2 separate regions of the Macaca mulatta genome follow, and region 2 is linked to region 1. A link is a contact called in public Hi-C data. All regions are on one chromosome and are shown on one strand. Each heading gives the region's core, a stretch centred on a gene start, on an enhancer-like site or on the middle of the called end of the contact. The rest is flanking DNA. Distances are from core to core; before and after follow the strand shown. Region 1 holds the start of B9D2 (B9 domain containing 2). Region 2 holds the start of B3GNT8 (UDP-GlcNAc:betaGal beta-1,3-N-acetylglucosaminyltransferase 8).

Region 1 (4,327 bases), core at 227-2,726:
TCCAGAAAGATATAAAAAACCCATCTCTACTAAAAATACAAAATTAGCTGGGTGTGGTGGTGTGCGCCTGTAGTCCCAGCTACTTGGAAGGCTGAGGCAGGAAAATTGCTTGAACTGGGAGGCAGAGGTTGCAGTAAGCTGAGATCGCGCCACTGCACTCCAGCCTGGGCGACAAGGCGAGGTTCCATCTCAAAAAAAAGAAAAAAAAAAACTAACAAAAATCCAAAATTATAAGGAGGGGGCAACATTTCAGTAGGATAACATTTATATTAAACAATTCACTGGAATATTTCACTAGTTGATATATGCATTATTTTGTTATTTTTGTAGAGATGGGGGTCTCACTATACTCGACCTTCTGGCCTCAACAGCTCTTCCCGCCTCAGCCTTCCAAAGGGCTGGGATTACAGTCATGAGCCTAGCCAAGGGTGGCTTTTAAATACTCGTGTCTATTGGCCTGGCTGGGTGGCTCAGGTCTGTAATCCCGGCAGTATGGGAGAGCAAACTGGGAGGCTAGCTAGAGCCCAGGAGGTCAAGACAAAGGCTGGGCAACACAGCAACACAGCAGGACTCCATCTCTTAAAAAAAAAAAAAAAAAGAATTAGCCAGCCGTGGTGGCGCATGTGTGTGATGCCAGCTACATGGGAGGCTGAGGTAGGAGGATCCCTTGAACCCAGGAGTTCAGAGGCTGCAGTGAGCTGTGATCAAGCCACCGTACTCCAGCCTGGGTTACACAGTGCGACCCTTTTATGGAGTCTTGATGGGACCTGATGACTGGCTTGATGTGGGAAATGATGGCATCTATGATGGCATCCAGGGACATCTCCATTTCTTGATTGAGAAATCAATCAATAGAAAAGAGGATTTTCTGCAAATAAGGGGATCCCAGTTCCTCATTTCTCTTCGCTACCCCAACGGTTCCTTGCTCAGACTCAAGCAGTTTAACAGTGAACTTGGTAGTAGCTTGGTAGAAGTTGGGTAAGTCCAACTTCCTTCCTTGTCCTTGAAAAACCTAGGGGAACTCTAAAACGGAAGCAGAACCCACTCCCCAATTTCTCCACTCTCTGTGAATGAGGAGTGATTTTTTTTGCTTTGTTTTCCAGTTATGAGGTAGGGGATGTACATGAGGTCCTGGAAGGAATTCCTCCTTGGTCATAGTTCAGTCTCTGATTTGTGATCCCGGACCATAGAGAGCTCTTCGGTGGGGTCCTCACGCAGCACGGAGCAGTTACGGATTTGCTTTTTTTGGTAAAGAGGACATCTGGGAGAAACTGCACTCAAACTTCCTCAGCCACACTCAACATGGCAGCTTCCTAGCCACGGCCAAAATGGCGGAACCCTTTGCCGTAGCTGGAGAGACGCTATTTTCCCAAAATGGAGCGAGAGGAGGAAAATGTCCATCACAGTTTCACCCCGCCTCCCGGGGACGGCTAACACCAATCAGTGGCGCGGAGGGCGAGTACAAAGCCAGGGGAGGAGCCTGCTGTTGCTCCAGCAACAACCACGGAACCCAAGGCGAGCGCGGACGCGGAATATCGCGGATTCCATTTCTCGCAGCCGGGAAGGTCCTGGGAAAGGCGCGAGCCAGGCCTGGTAGGCGCCCGCGGAGAAAAAAACGAGTCAACTCAACCCCATGAACTACAACCCCCGTTGCCGCTTTCGCCCCTCCTAACCGTTAAGTGCGCTAAGGTAGGAATAACGCATGCGCTGCGCTTGGAGGCGTGGCTAAGTCGGCCCGGAACTCAACGCATGCGCCTTATAGAGCTTGCTGGGTGAGGGAAGCGGGGTGGCTGACATGACGCGGAAGGCGGGTCTTTTCGCTCGTGGGCGGGGCTTTCCGCTGACCTGAACCCAAAGAAGGTATTTTAGACCTCGCAGAGTTAAATGCTGGTTCCCCCCAGACAAGGGTCCCCCCATTTTTTCCAGGCTTTCATGGGTTGGCAATTAGGATCTGTGGTCAAGACCTCAGCCTCAGGGGTGTGAGGAAGCTAGCTTGGAATCCTAGTACTACCCTTTACTTGCTGGGCCTCAGTTTCCCCTCCTGTCAAATGGAGATAATATACTTACCTCACAGGGTTGTGATTATATTTTTTCCCATCCCAGGGCCATGGCTGAGGTGCACGTGATCGGGCAGATCATGGGGGCCAGCGGTTTCTCGGAAAGTAGCCTGTTCTGCAAGTGGGGCATTCACACAGGTATTCCCCCAGGCCTGGTTAATTTCCACACCAAGACCCCTAGCCTAGAGGCTGCATGCTCCTTCCTCGACCTGTTAACGCAGCGCCTTAACCTCATCTTCCATCAGCTCTCTGTACTCCAGGCTTAGCCCACACCCTGTCCACGTGAGTCTCAAGCTCCCATCTGTTTTTTCGTTTGTGCAGGGGCTACGGACAGGGTCTCTCTCTGTCGCCCAGGCTGGAGTAAGGTGGTGTGATCATAGCTCACTGCAGCCTCGAACTCTTGGGCTCTAGTGATCCTCCCACCTCAGCCTCCTGAGAAGCTGGGCCTACAGGCACGCACCACCAAGTGTGGCTAATTTTTAAACTTTTTGTAGAGACAGGGTCTCGCTATGTTGCCCAGGCTGGTCTCAAACTCCTGGGCTCAAGCAGTCCATCCGCTTCAGCCTCTCAAAGTGCTTGGATTAAAAACATGAGCCACCACATCCCAGGAAAGTAATTTTGTTCATGCTTCCCCAACTGAGGCCCTGTAGAGTCATGGTATAGTGTAATGGTTAGGGCCATGGGCTGCCAGATCTGGATTTAAATACTAACTCTCCCTTCTATTAATTGGAGACCTTTGGACTTGACCTCTCTGAGCCTCAGTTTCCTTGTCTGAAAGTGAAGCTAATAGCAGCCAAGAAGCAGCACAGGTTTGAGGTTAAGAGCACAGACTGCCTGGGTTCAAAACTAGTTATTGCTTGTTAATGCACTCTTGGGCTGATTATGTGACCTTGGGCACTTCTCTTCACCTCGACTTCTCTGTTTGTACAATGAGAGTAATAGAAATATTTACCTGTTGAAGTTGTCATGAGTACTAAACAAATATCAACAGCACTTAGAATAGGAATAGGGCTGGAATATGAAGTGCCCATTCAGTGTTTGCCTGGCTCATACAAGACTTTGATGGGGTCTTGTTTGTAAAGCCTGGGGTATGTGGTTGCCTGGCACAGATAAATGTCCATGAAACAGATGTGGCCATTTGGCATTATCATGTCTTCAGGCCTGAGTCTTAGTCCCTTTTTTTTTTTTTTGAGATGGAGTCTCTCTCTGTTGCCCAGACTGGAGTGCAGTGGCGCAATCTTGGCTCACTTCAAGCTCTACCTCCCAGGTTCACGCCATTCTCCTGCCTCAGGCTCCCATGTAGCTGGGACTATAGGCACCCGCCACCATGCCCGGCTAGTTTTTTTTGTATTTTTAGTAGACAGGATTTCACTGTGTTAGCCAGGATAGTCTCGATCTTCTGATCTCGTGATCCACCTGTCTCGGCCTCCCAAAGTGCTGGGAGTACAGGCGTGAGCCACCGCGCCTGGCCGTTTTTTTTTTTTTGAGACAGAGTCTCACTCTGTCGCCAGGCTGGAGTGCAGTGGCACAATCTCGGCTTACTGCAATCTCTGCCTCCTGGGTTCAAGTGATTCTCCTGCCTCAGCCTCCCGAGTAGCTGGGATTACAGGCGTCCACCACCACACCCAGCTAATTTTTGTATTTTTAGTAGAGATGGTGTTTCATCATGTTGGCCAGGCTGGTCTCGAACTCCTGGCCTTAAGTGATCCGCCCGCCTAGATCTCCCAAAGTGCTGGGAGTACAGGTGTGAGCCACTGCCCCTGGCCTCTGGTCCTTTTTGATTCTACAGGTAAGTGAGGTAGAAGTTGAGATTCCCAGGAAATCAGGACCCTCCAGTTGATGGAAGAGAGGCAGACTCTGGAGTCAGACTTGGTTTCCAGGTTCCACGCCACCACTCACCTTCTCTGTGACCCTGGGCAGATGCCATCCCCTCTTAGAACCTCAGTTTCCTCATCTGTTCTTCATAGGGCTGTTGGGAAATCTTGCTTTTAAGCAGCCTGACTGAGGGCCTGGTGCTTCCCTCACTCAGCCCAGAAGGGAGTAATGACTAACCTGATTTTTATTACTTCAGGGAGTTGCTGGGGGTGTTGACCCAGCCAAGAATACTGAGGCAGTTGGATGAACGGCTTGGGCTCTGCAGTTAGAGCTGAGTCTGAATCCAGTTCCATGATGGGACCTTGGTCTGCTATAGTCACAGCTATGTCACCAGCATGGAAAACAGTGCTTGGCACACAGCAGGTGCTCAATAAATGTTCATGAACTTACCTTTT
Region 2 (4,335 bases), core at 926-3,425, 69 kb before region 1:
AGGCGTGGTGGCGGGTGCCTGTAATCCTAGTTACTTGGGAGGCTGAACACTCCCGAGTAGGAGGATTACTTAAACCCAGGAGGCAGAGAGGTTGCAGTGAGCTGAGATCACACCACTGCACACCAGCCTGGGCAATAGTGCAAGACTCTATCTCAAAAAAAAAAAAGGGGCCGGGCGCGGTGGCTCACGCCTGTAATCCCAGCACTTTGGGAGGCCGAGGCGGGCGGATCACAAGGTCAGGAGATCGAGACCACGGTGAAACCCCGTCTCTACTAAAAATACAAAAAAAAAAAATTAGCCGGGCGCGGTGGCGGGCACCTGTAGTCCCAGCTACTCAGGAGGCTGAGGCAGGAGAATGGCGTGAACCCGGGAGGCGGAGCTTGCAGTGAGCCGAGATCGCGCCACTGCACTCCAGCCTGGGCGGCAGAGCGAGACTCCGTCTCAAAAAAAAAAAAAAAAAAAAAAAGAGGCCAAAAAAAAAAAAGAGGCCGGGTGCGGTGGCTCATGCCTGTAATCCCAGCACTTGGAGAGGCCAAGGCGGGCAGATCATGAGGTCAGGAGATCAAGACCATCCTGGCTAACATGATGAAACCCCATCTCTTCTAAAAATACAAAAAAATTAGCCGGGCGTGGTGGTAGGCGCCTGTAGTCCCAGCCACTCGGGAGGCTGAGGCAGGAGAATGGTGTGAATCTGGGAGGCAGAGCTTGCAGTGAGCGGAGATCACACCACTGCACTCCAGCCTGGGTGACAGAGTGAGACTCCGTCTCAAAAAAAAAAAAAAAGAAATCTTGTGATGACCTCACCAGGGGCAGACACCTTGAAAGTGGTTGTCCATTCTTTTTTTTTTTTTTCTTAATTAGAGATAAGATCTCACTATGTTGCCCAGGCTGGTCTCAAACTCCTGGGCTCAAGTGATCCTCCCCTCTTGGCCTCCCAGAGTACTGGGATTATAGGGGTGAGCCACTGTCCCACCCCAGTTTTTTTTCTCATGGCCAGCTCTTACACAGAAATAACGGATACACCCCTTTCTTCTTAAGACTCACCACAAGCGCCCCTTGCTGCCTCTAGACCCATAAATACCTAGGGTCAAATCGGCTTGCTCCAGGTAGACAGGTGCCAGCTTTTACACGATGAGAATGACAAGGCTTCGCAAATATACAGAGTCAGAAACTTGGGGAATGCATGCAGAAGTGGATTTTAAGCATGTGACACCAATGAGGGTGGATGTAACACTAGCTCAGGCCAAATTTACTGGCATCAGTGCGCTTTCCAGAGCTTCTGGATTTCATGGGTTACCTTGTGCAGCTGGACGTGGTTCTAATAGCTTGCTTGGGTACCTAACCGGAACTTGGATCCAACAGTGGCCTAAAGTTAATGAGGCAGAGAGACCAGAACTGCCCTAGCGTAAGATGGATGAGGGGAGTCCCAAGGCTTGGGGAGATGGAAGTGTTGGATTGGAATGATCATGTTCCACCAGCATGTCCACCCTCCAACCATGTTCCCCAAGAAGGCACCCCTTACTGGCCAATCCCATGGTAGAGTTAATCATTCTGTATATTGAACTTTCCCTATTCCCATTCCTGTGTGGTTTCTCTCTCCTTATTGGACCCAGGCTGAGGCACATGGCAAAGGCAAAAAGAAAGGCACCCTCCGAAGCTTCCTTTTTTTTTTTTTTTTGAGACGGAGTCTCGCTCTGCCGCCCAGGCTGGAGTGCAGTGGCCAGATCTCAGCTCACTGCAAGCTCTGCCTCCCGGGTTCACGCAATTCTCCTGCCTCAGCCTCCCAAGTAGCTGGGACTACAGGCGCCGCCACCTCGCCCGGCTAGTTTTTTGTATTTTTAAAGTAGAGACGGGGTTTCACCGTGTCAGCCAGGATGGTCTCGATCTCCTGACCTCGTGATCCGCCCGTCTCAGCCTCCCAAAGTGCTGGGATTACAGGCTTGAGCCACTGCACCCGGCCCCTCCGAAGCTTCCTAATGCTTCCAGGAAGAGCAGCGCCCCCTGCCCCCAGAAGCTAGATGAGCCCAGGGGTCTGGAGTCCCTCTCTCCCAGCCCCAGGGTAGAGTGAACTTGCAGACTCCCTCAGGAGGTGCTCGGGCTCCTGCCCCCAGCCCCTAGCTGTCATTTCCCACTCCAGCTATTATTCCATTAACATTCACCACTTCCTCCCCACTCTCTTCCTCCAGCTGTTCCCACAGGCTCCATTATTCAAACTTGGGGGGAGGAAATCAGGGCTGGACAGATCAACTGCTGCTGCTGACAGACTGGGTTCCTGCCATGATGGGGACAGGCCTGCCCCCAAACAAGGGTGGAGTGAAGGGGTCAGCCCAGGCTTAGTGGGAGCCCCTTAGTCCCACCCCATGTCTTGGGAGGTCTTTAGAGAGCTGATGCAGTACCAACAGCAGGGACCTCTGGAGGGCAGGGATGCAAACACAGGCAGACACCCTCTCCTGCCCCAGGGAGCTGGATGTGAGTGTTCCCAGAGTCACAGCGCCCCTGGGGGAGGGGCGGGGCCCAGGGCGAGGCTGGCTCCAGGGCTGGAGGTTGGGGGTAAGGTAGGAACGGATTCCCACCCTGCTGGCAGGCAGCCCGGGTGGAGGAGGTACAGGGGGTCAGCTTAGCTCCCGGGGTTCCCTGTGGGCCCCACCCTGTCACCCTCTATTGCCCTTGAAGCTCCAGTCTTTTCCTCTCCTGTTCTTCCCCTTGGCTCCCTCTCCGCCACTCACTCCCCAGGTCTGGCTCAGAAGCCTGAGTCCCTCCCCTCTGCCCTCCACCTGCCTCTCTCAAACTCTCTTTCCCCCGTGAGCACCCCACAGGGCTTCCGCAACCCCTTATCTTTCTCGGATCTCCATTTCCCTCCCCCTCTCCCTCCTGGCCACCTTCCCACTTTTCCTGTCTTCTCTCTCTCCCCCTCAGCTCTCTCCATCGCCTGTCTCACCCCAGTTCTCCTCTCTCTGCTCCCGGGCCGTCCCTTCCCTCTCCACAATGTCTCTGTCTCTCCTCCTCCTCACCAGCCCCTTCCCCCTCCACCCTGACTGGGCAGCCACAACAAACATCCCTCTCTCTGGCGGGCCCGCCGATCCCTTCCCACTCAGCACATTCACTGCCGCCTCCTGGCCATGGGCGCCGCCGGGTGCCAGCCTCTCAGCCTCCCCATCTCTGCCTCAGTGGGACCCTGCCTCACCCTGGTCACTCTGACACTCCCCAGCCCAGGCCCAGCCCTCAGTCTCACCCTCCCTGGTACCCCCTCCCTCCCCAGGCCCTGGTTCTCCCCTCCTAGGCCTCGCAACGCCCCCGTCTTGTTTCTGTGGCTGCCCCCTGCACCCTTCCCAGCTGTCTTACCAGAAACCAGCCCTAACACGCCAGAGCTCCATCTCTCAGGTCGGCCTCCTGCCCTCCTCCCTCCCTCCCTCCCTTCTGCCTCAGCCCCGCCCCGGCCCCTGGGGCCCTCCCTGCTCCCGCTCCGCTCCCCTCCCCGCCCCTCTGGACTGGCTGGGCAGGGCTGGGCCTGGCCGGTCGACAACGCAGGGGCTGGGGCAGGCAGATCAGAGGGAGCTGAGGCCTGACCTGAGGCCAGCACCCGGAGCTGGTGGGAGCCAGACCCAGAGGTAAAAAGGCGTGGGATCCCTGGTTCCCCTGTCCCTGGGGTGGGGATGTTGCGGGAGGCACGCTGGGTTTCTAACCCCAGGGAGCTAGGAATCGTGCTCCTGATTTCCTGGTGAGGGCGATAAATGGAGGGAGAGGGAGGAGATAGACGGCAGGGTCCCTTGTCCTGGATGGAGACAGGGAAGAGGTAGACCCTTGGGCTCTTAGGAAGGTGGAAACATTTGGACGGAGTGGGAAGAACAGGGTGCTGGAATGGGATTGGAATGGGGGATTCCTAGGTCTAGGAATAAGGACCAACGGGGTCCCTGGGTCAGGGGAGCTGTTTAGGATCTGGGACTGAGAGAAGCTGTTACGGGGGTTGGCAGGGACTATGGGAGATTGTGAAGCTGTCTGCCTGGGCCCTGGCTGGGCCCTCTCTGGAGGCCCATCCCCACACCCCAATGGCCTCCGTGGCTCCCCTGTGGCTCCCTTGTAGCTCCCGCGGCCGCCCCTTCCCTGGGCCAGGTCATGCGCTGCCCCAAGTGCCTTCTCTGCCTGTCAGCACTGCTCACACTCCTGGGCCTCAAAGTGTACATCGAGTGGACATCCGAGTCCTGGCTCAGCAAGGCCTACCCCAGCCCTCGGGGCACCCCGCCAGGCCCCACGCCAGCCAACCCCGAGCCCACCCTACCTGCCAACCTCTCCGCCCGCCTGGGCCAGACTGGCCCGCTGCCCTTCGCTTACTGGAAC

The links. Hi-C and Micro-C count contacts between places; a contact is called where the count stands out from the background.
Region 2: a Hi-C map of cortical neurons shows a contact between it and region 1, with 4 times the contacts expected there. The contact joins the promoter of B3GNT8 here to the promoter of B9D2 in region 1. A contact is called at or near these places in 2 of 14 Hi-C or Micro-C datasets (blood and cortical neurons).

Annotation. Positions count from the first base shown.
Region 1 is chr19:52,507,028-52,511,354 of T2T-MMU8v2.0, reverse strand. It overlaps B9D2 (B9 domain containing 2), which reads left to right and starts at 1,476. Exons shown (of 4, transcript NM_001261075.1): 1 at 1,476-1,689; 2 at 2,104-2,195. The coding sequence starts at 2,108.
Region 2 is chr19:52,576,309-52,580,643 of T2T-MMU8v2.0, reverse strand. B3GNT8 (UDP-GlcNAc:betaGal beta-1,3-N-acetylglucosaminyltransferase 8) reads left to right here and starts at 2,175. Exons shown (of 3, transcript XM_015124102.3): 1 at 2,175-2,308; 2 at 3,334-3,608; 3 at 4,082-4,335. The coding sequence starts at 4,114.